Linked DNA regions of Callithrix jacchus: region 2 is linked to region 1. A link is a contact called in public Hi-C data. All regions are on one chromosome and are shown on one strand. Each heading gives the region's core, a stretch centred on a gene start, on an enhancer-like site or on the middle of the called end of the contact. The rest is flanking DNA. Distances are from core to core; before and after follow the strand shown.

What was found. A called contact is a pair of places that touch in the nucleus more often than the background predicts.
Region 2: a contact with region 1 is called in a Hi-C map of induced pluripotent stem cells, with 1.7 times the contacts expected there. The contact joins two enhancer-like sites. A contact is called at or near these places in 2 of 3 Hi-C or Micro-C datasets (induced pluripotent stem cells and skeletal muscle).

What each region holds. Positions count from the first base shown.
Region 1 is chr5:136,983,318-136,988,827 of calJac240_pri, forward strand. LOC144582731 (a long non-coding RNA gene) reads right to left here. Exons shown (of 3, transcript XR_013536074.1): 3 at 4,012-4,142. Among named protein-coding and RNA genes, the nearest start is that of SLC38A10, 18 kb to the left of the region's middle. Within about 2 kb of position 2,239, at least 2 of the 16 cell types and tissues checked have an H3K27ac peak or open chromatin away from gene starts, as enhancers often do.
Region 2 is chr5:137,140,616-137,145,521 of calJac240_pri, forward strand. It overlaps the pseudogene LOC100894947. Among named protein-coding and RNA genes, the nearest start is that of ACTG1, 34 kb to the right of the region's middle. Within about 2 kb of position 2,141, at least 6 of the 16 cell types and tissues checked have an H3K27ac peak or open chromatin away from gene starts, as enhancers often do.

The DNA.
Region 1 (5,510 bases), core at 989-3,488:
AGGCCCTGCCAGCCCCAGAGCACTATGTTACACAGCACTCAGGGGCCACGCCATGAGAGCTGCTCCTCAAGCAGGGGGCTCCCAGCCGCTGCCAGCCAGAGGTTTCAGGCTGCCTTGGGGAAGCCCCTTCTCCAGGGCCTCTTTGGTTGCACAGGGAGCCCCGTGTGTCCCTCCCCCAGGGTCTCCACTGGACAAGAGGCTGCAGCAGCTGACCCGGCAAAATGCAGCTTCTTCTGCCTCCCTCAGCTGTGGAGGGAGGCGCTGAGAGGAGGGGGCGGCCTCTGAGCTCACTGAGGCCTCTCCACTCACTCAGGCCTCCCCACGGTGCCTCTGGGTCCTGCAGGCAGCCCAGCTGGCCCCAAGGGACAGTCGAGTTCACCCACTGGCACACGCCAGAGTCTGACCCGTACCCAGGCCTGACCAGCCAGCCTTCCCTCCATCCCCTCCTGAACAATGGCTCTTTCAGTACATGGCCAAGAGGCCACTTGCCAGCAGGAGCAGGCAGATGACGGACAGGCTGAGGGAGTGGGAAGGAGGCTGGCGCCCCAGCCCAGGGGTGGCAGGCAGCCAGGGAGGACAGCCATGCTCTGTCCGAAGGGCTGAGGCTCAGGAGGGTGGGGAGGACCCAAGGCCTGGGGTAGTAACAAGGCACAGGCTAAGGAGCATTATCAGAGCAGGGCAGGGCTGTGGGAATGGACCCACCCACACTCTCCCCAGCACCCAGCAGCTCCCCCAGCTGAGGCCTCTGGGGACGCAGAACTCCCCAGGTTTCTCCTCTTCCCAGCCTCAGCCTCCCCTCACCCTGCCCTGCCCAGCCTCAGGTGTTACTCCCTCTACTGGGACCTCCCAGAACTTTCCTCTGGGCCCAGCACATGGCACCGACTCTCCTGCCCTGGGATCCTCCAAGGTGTTGCATGGATGAAGGCTGTCCTAAGTGGCCTCGCCGTCCACCTGGGAGCACACGCTGGGGTTCACAGCTCCCCTGAGGGGCCGGTGTGGGGGCAATGAGAGTTGAGGGTGTATCATTGTCTCTTACATGCACACGTGTGTATACATGCACACACACAATGCACGCATATGCACACACACGCACATGCTCATGCATACACACATGCACACACTCACACACATGAACACATGCACATACATACACGTACACACATGCACATATGCACTTGCACTCGTAGATACACATACATATGCACAGATACATATATGCACACATATGCACACACATACATGCACACATACACATACACGCATACACGTGCACATAAGTGCACACATGCATGCACATGTATACAATGCACACATACACGTACTCACATGCACACACATGCACGCGCACACATGCACACACTTACACCCATGCACATGCAAACATGTACACACGCACACATAAACATGTACACACACATGCACACATGCACATGTGCATATACATGCACATGTACATACGTGTGCACACACAAATACATGTACACACAGATACACACATGCGCACATCATGCACGTGGTCTTTCCCCACCTAACCCTGTCAGTCTGCTGCCCCAGATCCTCACGCTGGGTCTGAGGGTGTGCTGGCTGCCAGGGGAGCGGGGACCATCTTGCGGCTGCATGGTCTCTGCCAGTCTGGGGTGCTCTGCAAGAATGGAGGCTGCAGGGGCTGGAGAGCCTGAAGAGGCCATGCAGAGTCGTCAGCCCTGCAGGAGCCTGCCAGAAGGGGTCCCTCTGCCTCAGCTGCCTTCTCCCTCCTCCCTCACTACTGCTCCTAAAGCCCCTGGCAGGGCCAGCGCCCCAGGGACCCTGTAGGAGAGCCCTGCAGAACTGGCCTGCACACTCTGCCCAGGTTGGCCCACTCCCTGGGCCCTGGGCCCTGTCCTGTGCAGGCCCACTGGCCACGTGGGTGTGACATCCAGAAGGCAGAATGGGCAGATTTGTTTTCTTCTGTTTTGTGGTTTAAGCGTCACTGTGCCAGCCCTGGCTCCCTGGCCCTGAGCCCTGGAGGGGCCCTGGCTCTTGCCTCAGGGTCCCCCCAGCCCCACTGCTCAGCCCAACTCTGCACCGTTTGTCCATCACCGTGGGTTTATTTTCCCTGGCCGCCACTGACCCTGGCCATGTGGCCCTCAGCGTTCTGCCCAGGGATCTGTCTGAGGGTCTTCTCCACATCCCAGTTCTTCCTCCTCCTCCACTCTGCCTGAACTCCATGATATTAACTGCTCAGGCCAGTGTGGCCCAGGTACAGACTTATGTAGGGCAGGCCTGAGCTCCCCAGGGCCTGGCTGACGGGGAAAAGCAGGTTACAGCCACTGCCTCAGGGCTGGGCACATTTATAGAACCGGCCAGGAGCTGTGCATGGAGTCTGGGATTTCACGGCCTCCCCAGCATGGGCAGGGTGATCCATGCTTGAACAAGTGAGTCATGCCCAGTGTCACATCAAAGCCCAGAGTTCTGGGGACTCACTCTGTGCCTCAAAGGGGTGATATGAAAAATACCCATCAGGCCAGGCGTGGCAGCTCACATCTGTAATCCCAGCACTTTGGGAGGCCAAGACGAGTGGATCATATGAGGTCAGGAGTTCGAGACCAGCCTGGCCAACATGGTGAAACCCCGTCTCTACTAAAAATACAAAAATTAGCCGGTGTGTAGTGGGTGCCTGTAATCCCAGTTACTCAGGAGGCTGAGGCAGGAGAATGGCTTGAACCTGGGAGGCGGAGGTTGCAGTGAGCCGAGATCATGCCTATGCAACAGAGCAAGACTCCATCTCAAAAAAAAGAAGAAAGAAAAAGGATAGGCCTCAAACATACCCAAGTAGTCTCCCATTCTGATGTGTTTTCATACAACTTTATTTTTCCCTATCTCCAAAAACTAAATTTTCTAACTCTAATGGAACAAACAAAAGCTCAGGAAGCCAGCAAGGTTGCGTGCCCACGTGAACTGGCATAGATGGGGCTGCTCATCTGGGGTGTGGATTAGCGTAGAGAGCCATCCGGAGATAAACATGTCATGGGGACTTAGGGACTTGGGAATGACCAAGTGCCTGGCTGTCCCCGGCTGGGCCCTGGTCTTCCACACCCAGGAGAGCCCACGGCTCCTCTTCCTCTCATCTCCCGGGACTGAATCGATGGAGACCGCCCCCTGGACGGGCCCTTGTGGGGGCTCCCTGACTGCCTGCCCTGATCCCCGTCCCCCCACTGGAGCCGGACAGGGCCGCCCGCAGCTCTGTCTTCCCAAACACGCCTCTCTCTCCCACAAAATAATTTAATGCAATTTAATGGCTTGAAGTTGATGTAAAAATTACAGGCGTGTGCGGGCGGGGTGGGGTGGGGGCCTCGTAAGAAATCCTTTTGAAAATATAATTGAGTTAATGGAGCCATAACTATGTCTCATTTTGGGGTAATTGGCCTGCTTTTTGTCACCCTGTCCATTTACATACTCCTGTTTTCTTTTTGCTATTGATTTTTTCTTTATAAAGTGGGCCACTTTACTGCAATTTTTAAAGCCCCAGTGATGAATAAAACCTCATCTTCCCACTCATTAAGACACAGGAATTAGTCGGGCTCAGGGCCCAGCCAGTCAATTTGTTTAACAATCCCAGGCTGGCGGTGTTTTGGTCGAGACAGGGGCTGCCTTTCGCAAGAGGGACTAGAGAGTGGCGGACCCGGGCGAGGGCTCCACCCCAGGGGAGAAGTCCGTGCTCTCCACCTGCCCCGGACCTTGACTCCGGGATGCCCCTCCCACTCTCCATTTCCCTCCCTTGCTAAAGGCTTCAGCAGCCTTGGACCCCCGAGTCGGCCTTACTGCGGCTGTGACCACAGCCCCACCCACCCGCCTTTCACTGCAGACCAAGGTCGCACTTCCTTTAGGAAATGTTTTTATAATTATAAAATCCATGCACACACAAAGAAAATGAAGCCAATGGCACAATGGGATTTAAAGCAAAAAGTAGCAAACCCTCCCACCCCAGGCTCCAGAGAGGCGTCTGTGAACCGCCTGCTTCGGCTTCCCATGCCCAGGCCCTCTGCGCATGCAGAGAGGTGGAAGCTACGTGCGTCGAATCCACACACAAATCCAGTCCTGCCATACCTGACACTCGCAACTTGGCGTCTGTCTTCATTTCATTACTATCCCATGAACATCTTCTATAGTAGGACAGAAACCCACATACCATTTTTCATGACTTTGTAGCATTTCTCTGCCTGTCCACACCCTGGTACATTTAGAGGACCAGCTGCCTGAGGGTACTCTGCCTGAGGGATTACAGGGTTTCCCAGAACCAGGGATTTTCAGTACCGACACTGGGATCGCCCTGGGCACACTGGGATGGTTGGCCAGCTGATATGTATTTGGCCAGTTGTACTGTTGGACATTCAGGTTGCTTCCAACTTTTCAACATAACAAAACGCTACCGCAAAGGACGTCTCTGTTCATGTAGCTTGTGCCCTTATGCAAGTACCTCTGGAAGATAAAATTCCTAGAAAACAAATTGCCAGGTGAAAGCTATGCAGATTTCAAATAGTGACTGATATTGCCAAATGGCCTTGCAAATGGGTGCCAATGTACACATCACCCCCCTTCCCCGGCCAGGGATGGCAACCTGTTTCCCTGCCTCTGTGGGAAAGCTAGATACTGTCGGTCATTCTGACCCTTGCCATCTGACAGAGGACAAATAGAACCGTGGATTTTAAATTTAATCAGCTTTATTGAGCTATACTTTATTTATTTATTTATATTTATTTATTTTGAGACAGAATCTCACTGGAGTGCAATGGTGTGATCTTGGCTCGCTGCAACCTTGCCTCCCAGGTTTGAGCGATTCTCATGCCTCAGCCTCCTGAGTAGCTGAGATTACAAGTGCCCACCACCATGCCCAGCTAATTTTTTGTATTTTTAATAGAGATGGGGTTTTGCCATGTTGGCTAGCCTGGTCTCCAGCTCCTGACCTCAGGTGGCCCGCCGACTGCAGCCTCCCAAGTGCTGGGATGGCAGGCATGAGCCACCACACCCAGCCAGGATGACACTTTAGATACAAGAAAATTCACCCATTTTAAGTGTATAGTTGGATGTGTTTTGACAAATATTGACAGTTGTGGAACCACCACCACAATCGAGACACAGAACACTAGCTACTTGGGAGGCTGAGAGGGAAGGATCATTTGAGTACAGGAGTTTGAGGCTGCAGTGAGCAGTGACTGCACCACAGCACTCCAGCCTGGGTGACACAGCAAGATCTTGCCACTTAAAAAAACAAACAAACACACATACAGAACCTACCCAGCATCTCAGAAACCCAGAAAGTTCCTCCAGGCTCCTTTCAATCTCAAACCCAATTTCAGCCCCAGGCAACCATGGGTCTACTTTTGGTCACTATGGATTAGTTCTGCCCTTTCTAGAATTTCATAGAAATGGAGTCAGCAGCACACACTGGCTTCGCTGGCTCAGCATGGTGATTTCAGATGCATCTATGCTGTTCCATGCACCACAGTTTTACCCCCCAATTGCCGAGCAGC
Region 2 (4,906 bases), core at 891-3,390, 160 kb after region 1:
GTGGGAGAAAGTGGCTGATGGATTAGTCATGTCTGCCACGTGCGCTGCAGGAGTGAGAGGCAGCCTCCTTGTCCCTGAGAGAGGGCCATCCTCACTAACCTCACAGCCCCCCACAGGCAGCTCACTCCAGCCAAGCCCACCACCAGCTCCTCAACTGCAACAAATGCTTATAATGATAGCTCACATATACTTATGGAGCCTGTAATTACCAAGATGCTGTGCTGCACATCACCTACATCCCCTAAGCCTGCCCAGCAACCCTATCATCATCACCATATGACAGGTGGAGAAGCCAGGGGCAGGGGTGCCTCACCCTGGTCTCCTGATGCCTGAGAGGCAGAGGCCGGCTGTGCACAGACACAATCCCCAGACGCCACGTCCTTGATCCCCATGGTGGCACCTCCTTGCCCCCTGCCTTTCTTCAGCTTCTCCACCGCTCCTACTACCTGCCCTTCAAAGCTCAAGTGCCACACCCTCTCCTCCCACTCCTGAGCCTCTCAGGGGACCTGGGTTCAAGCCACCTCACCGTGAGCCCGTGCATGGCAGCATTGTTGGACCACAGATGTCTGCAAGTCTGGATGACATCCTTTCTCCCTTGGGCTCCCTGGGGCTGAACCCAACCTAGCAGAGAAAGGCTCCCTGAGAAGGTTTGGTGAGTGAATAAATGTCCCCTTCCTCAGAAGGATGCCCCCATCTCAGGCCTCACCCAGGCAGACTCATCCTCCTTCCAGATGCAGGCCCCTTGAAGAGACAACAGCTAACAGGATCAGTCCCTGCCCTTGGGAATTAAGGTGCCAGCAGTGACTTGTGACAGCTGCTAAGATGGGCAAGCGCCGGAGCATCTGGGAGGACCCCCGGAAGAGGTGACTGGACAGCGCTGGGCATGCACAGACACAGGGATTCCTCCTCCACAGTCCTGCCTCATTTTGTGACTCATTACTTACAGGATGGCCTCCTACGAATGGGAAGCTCTCCCAGGAAGGCCCCCTTGGCTCTGGGACAGCTCCTAATGGTTCTGCAAGAGGAGGCACTCAGCCTGGCCGTGCCCCATCTTAGGCATCCTCTGGATGGGCTGCACATTGGTTTCATTATATGTCACTGCCCACAAAACAAAGCAGAACAGGAACATTTTCTACGACGCTTTTACTCACACTTCCAGACAGGTGCTGGACACCTTCCCAGGGCCCCACCACAACCCCTGCTCTGTGCCCCGGGAAGCTGGCTGTAGGCACCGGATCCATGGGGCCTCCTTGCTCCCTGGCTTCCACCTGCTTCAGCCAATGCGCAGCCCGCAGGCGCGCGAAGCAGGCAGAAGGGGTGAGGTCAGTGTACAGCAGCAGCTCCTCCCTGCCGGGTGGCTGTGTCCCTCTCCAGGGTCACGGCTCCTGAAGACTGCCTCTTCTATGGCAGGTCTTCTGCCTCTTCTATGCCCTCCAGGTCTCAGGGGGTAGCAGCTCCCCCCCATTGTTGCTGGCCCTGGGTACTACTGCACATCTCTCCTTTAATTTTTATTCAACTCTCCTCAAATACCCTGTCTGAGGGTGCCGTAAAAATGCAAGGCTGTGTCAATTGCCCATATCAAAAAACATATTTGTAGGTTCCACTTGGAGTAGTTTGGAGGGGAGACTAATGGAAACTGGTGGGAGGCTAGCCCCCAAGCCTCCGCTGGGGGCCACCGCTGTCTGTGTCCCTAGGGCCCTGGAGTAGGTGTCAATGACAGGCTCAATCAATGAATGAATTGATCCCACCACCACCAGCGGCAGGCCCGCCTCTTCCTTCCACAGACCACCTCAGCCTTCCCGCCTCGCCAGGTGAGACTGCCTTCGCTCCTGGTCCCTGAGCGCCGCTCGTTCCACCTCCCGCGTGGACAGGGGGGCAGCCGCGACGCCGACCCAGCGTCTCCTAGCCGGGAATCGCACAGCACCCGGCGACGGCTCGGAGCCCCATGCGCCCGAAGCCTCGGCGCCGCCCGCTGGGGGCCTCGGGACAGCCAGGGCGGCGGGGGGTGGCGCGGGTCGCGTCCCCGAGGCGCGCCGCGCGCGACCGAACCCCGCGCCCCGCCCGCTGCAGTCCGCTAACAGCCGCGCGCGCCACCCCACGTGGGGCAGCACGGGCTGGCGGCCCGGACACCCGATTGGCCACCGCTCAGCCAATCAGAGAGCGGAGGCGGCAGCGGCCTCGCCGATTGGCCGCGGCGAGCCGGCCAGGGTGAGGGGGCGGGGCGGGGGGCCCCTTTTGTTCTCTCCGCACCTTGGGGTCCGTGCAGCTGCCAGCGCCCCCGCCCTGGAGCCGGGGTCCGCGCTGGGCGGTCTGGGGGACGGGGGCGCGGCCCAACGCCCCACCCCCAGCTTGTTCACAGCCGCCAGGACCCAACGCCCGAAGCGCTGCTAGCGTGGGGCCTGTCCTGGGTTGAGTGCTTTCAACTCCGTCCATCAGTTTCCCTCCCCTCGTCTTCTCCCTGTGTCCTGGGAATTGTGGAAAAGCGCAGCCCTTGACAAATTAGCTTGGGACCTTCCTGAAACCTAAGCCAATGATAAAAAGGCCTGATCTTGCCTGAGAGGGGCCGTGAGAGACCCCCCACCCCCCCAGCAGGGGAGCAGGTGTCCAGGTAACCCTAACCTGAGACCGTTTTCAGGGTGAGCTTTCTCCTAATCACGAGTGGATGTCTTTGTCCCAGGTAGGGCTGGATAAGGGTGGGCAGAGGTCCCCACAGTCACAGCCTGGCCAGCTCTGCAAATGCTCCCGAAACCGTCCATGTCTGCAGTCACTCAAACAACCAATCAATCACAGTGGCCTCCCTCTGGGGTGGAAAGTGGTGAGACCAGGGACCGTCACAGGGAGAGAGGGCCGCAGGTGGGGCAGGGGTATCAGGGGTTCAGCCTGGGTCTCCTGACTTCCAGACCCACGTCTTTCCCTACACACCACCTGAGAGCATCTCCTGGCGCGGCTGTGACTGCACACATCCCTGGGAAAAGGACTGGCGGCAACACTGAAGCTGTGGACACAGGGCTCCCAATCTAGACAAGGGGCCTCTCCTCTGCAGAGGACAGGATCAGGACCTGGGAGCCCTCAGTCCCCCTCCCAGCACTGATTACTTGGAAAAGTCCCAAGCCTGGGTTGATGGAGAAAGTGGGATCCCGACAGTGGCCTGGGCCTGGAATGGCAACTTGACCAAAACAGGGGTCATCTCCAAGGTCACCCTCCCAGACCTGGGAGTCTAAAAACACTTAAACCCTTAAGAATGAGGCGTTTGCATCAGATCACTGTTCAGGACACCACTGGTGCCATGGACGGAGCAGTCCCTGGGCCGAAGTGGCTGCTCTGCTCTGATGAGCATGGCCACCCTTGAGAGCTCCCAGGCCCAGGGGCCTCCCCCAAAGCCTGGAGTAAGTGGCCCCTGGAAGGACTCCCAGCCCAGAGCCTTGGCAGGTGTCTGCGGCTCCCCAGGGGTGGGGTGCTGGGAGGCTGACATTTGCGGAGTGTTTTTACTGTTGAACAAATTGAATCAATTAAACAGGCCCCATCGGGGTGGCTGGAGCTGGTGAACAGGAGGGAAGAGGGAAGCAGAGCCAAGGGGAAGGCAGGAGGGCGTCTCCCCAAGCGTGGTTCAGACGCATCAGGGCAGGAGACTCCCCATGTTGACAAGAGGGAGGTGAGTTAGTGGAGGTGGACTGGGAGGAAAGTCAGTGGGGACTGTCCCTGCTGTGTGTTCCCTGGAAGCACAGCTAGGCCTGAGTCTCCTACCCAGAGGCAGCCACCTCTGGGCTTCTGTGTCCCTTTGGGGCGCCAAATTTCCCAAGACACCCCAGCCTCCTTTCAAAGGCATTTTATTGCTCTCACATGGAGGCCTCCGGAAGCTGGAAGTCTCCACCAGAGAAAGAGCGGAGGCTGCCCAAGGAGGCTGGAGGAGGCAGAGAGGAAAGAGGAAACAGATTGAGGGGTTGATAGCGAGGACCCGGGGTCACCCACCTGGAGCGGAAGCCTCCCCCTAGGGCAGCCTGAGAATGATCCAGGCGCCGGCTGCTCTGTGACCCAGCTGACCGAGGGACAGCCCCTGCTGGAGCCCCAGCAGCTGCCGCGTCCCTCCTGTCCCAGCAAGGGCTGCAGGGCCATCCCCTCCAATCCCTCCCCAGAGGTCCGGTGCGGCTGCCTCTCCTCCTGCTGCTGCTCAGGAGGGCGAGGTTTCCTGAGTCAGACCACCAGCAGCGGGCGGGCGGCTAGCCCCTCTCAGCATGGCGCTTGCCCACACATGCCAGGACAATGGCGAGCTCACTGTCATCCTGGACAGTCAGATCACTTTGTCCCTTCATGTCGAGTGACCAATATTGGGCCACCCGAGGCAGACGAGTGTCACCAGCTAGCTCCCAGGGAGGACAGGGTGGACAGGGCCTGTCATCCACCAGCACTCTGCCCCGGGGCCCGTAGGCTGAGGGCACTGGCCGGCTCGGGGGCAGGAGCTAGTTTGGCCGAGGCACCTGCTTCTTAGGCAGCTTCAGGAAACAGCCGGGGACCAGGCTGGAAAGGCGGAGACCCTCGCAGCGACCACATGCATGGCGTGAGCTGCGCGTGGGTGCTGCCCCTTCCGCAGCCGGAATTCCAGGCCCAGCTGCTGCAGGAGGGACCGCCAGCTAGGGGCTCAGGGAAAAGGGTGGGGGAAGGCGTGGCGCCCGCGCTCGTGGTTCTTGCTTGGATGGCGCGGGCTGAGGACCCCTACGCCTGCACTGCGGTGTGCAGGTCTCAGGATCTGAGGGGGCTGCCGATCGTGGCCGGTGCGTTCAGGCCCGGGGCAGTGGGGCGGGCGCCGCGTGTATTGCTAGGTTGACCGCAGGCAACCACGTGGCACTGCGAGAAACGAACGGTCGTGACTTAGTCCAAGGGGCCGTTTCTGCATTTTCACTCCGACCTG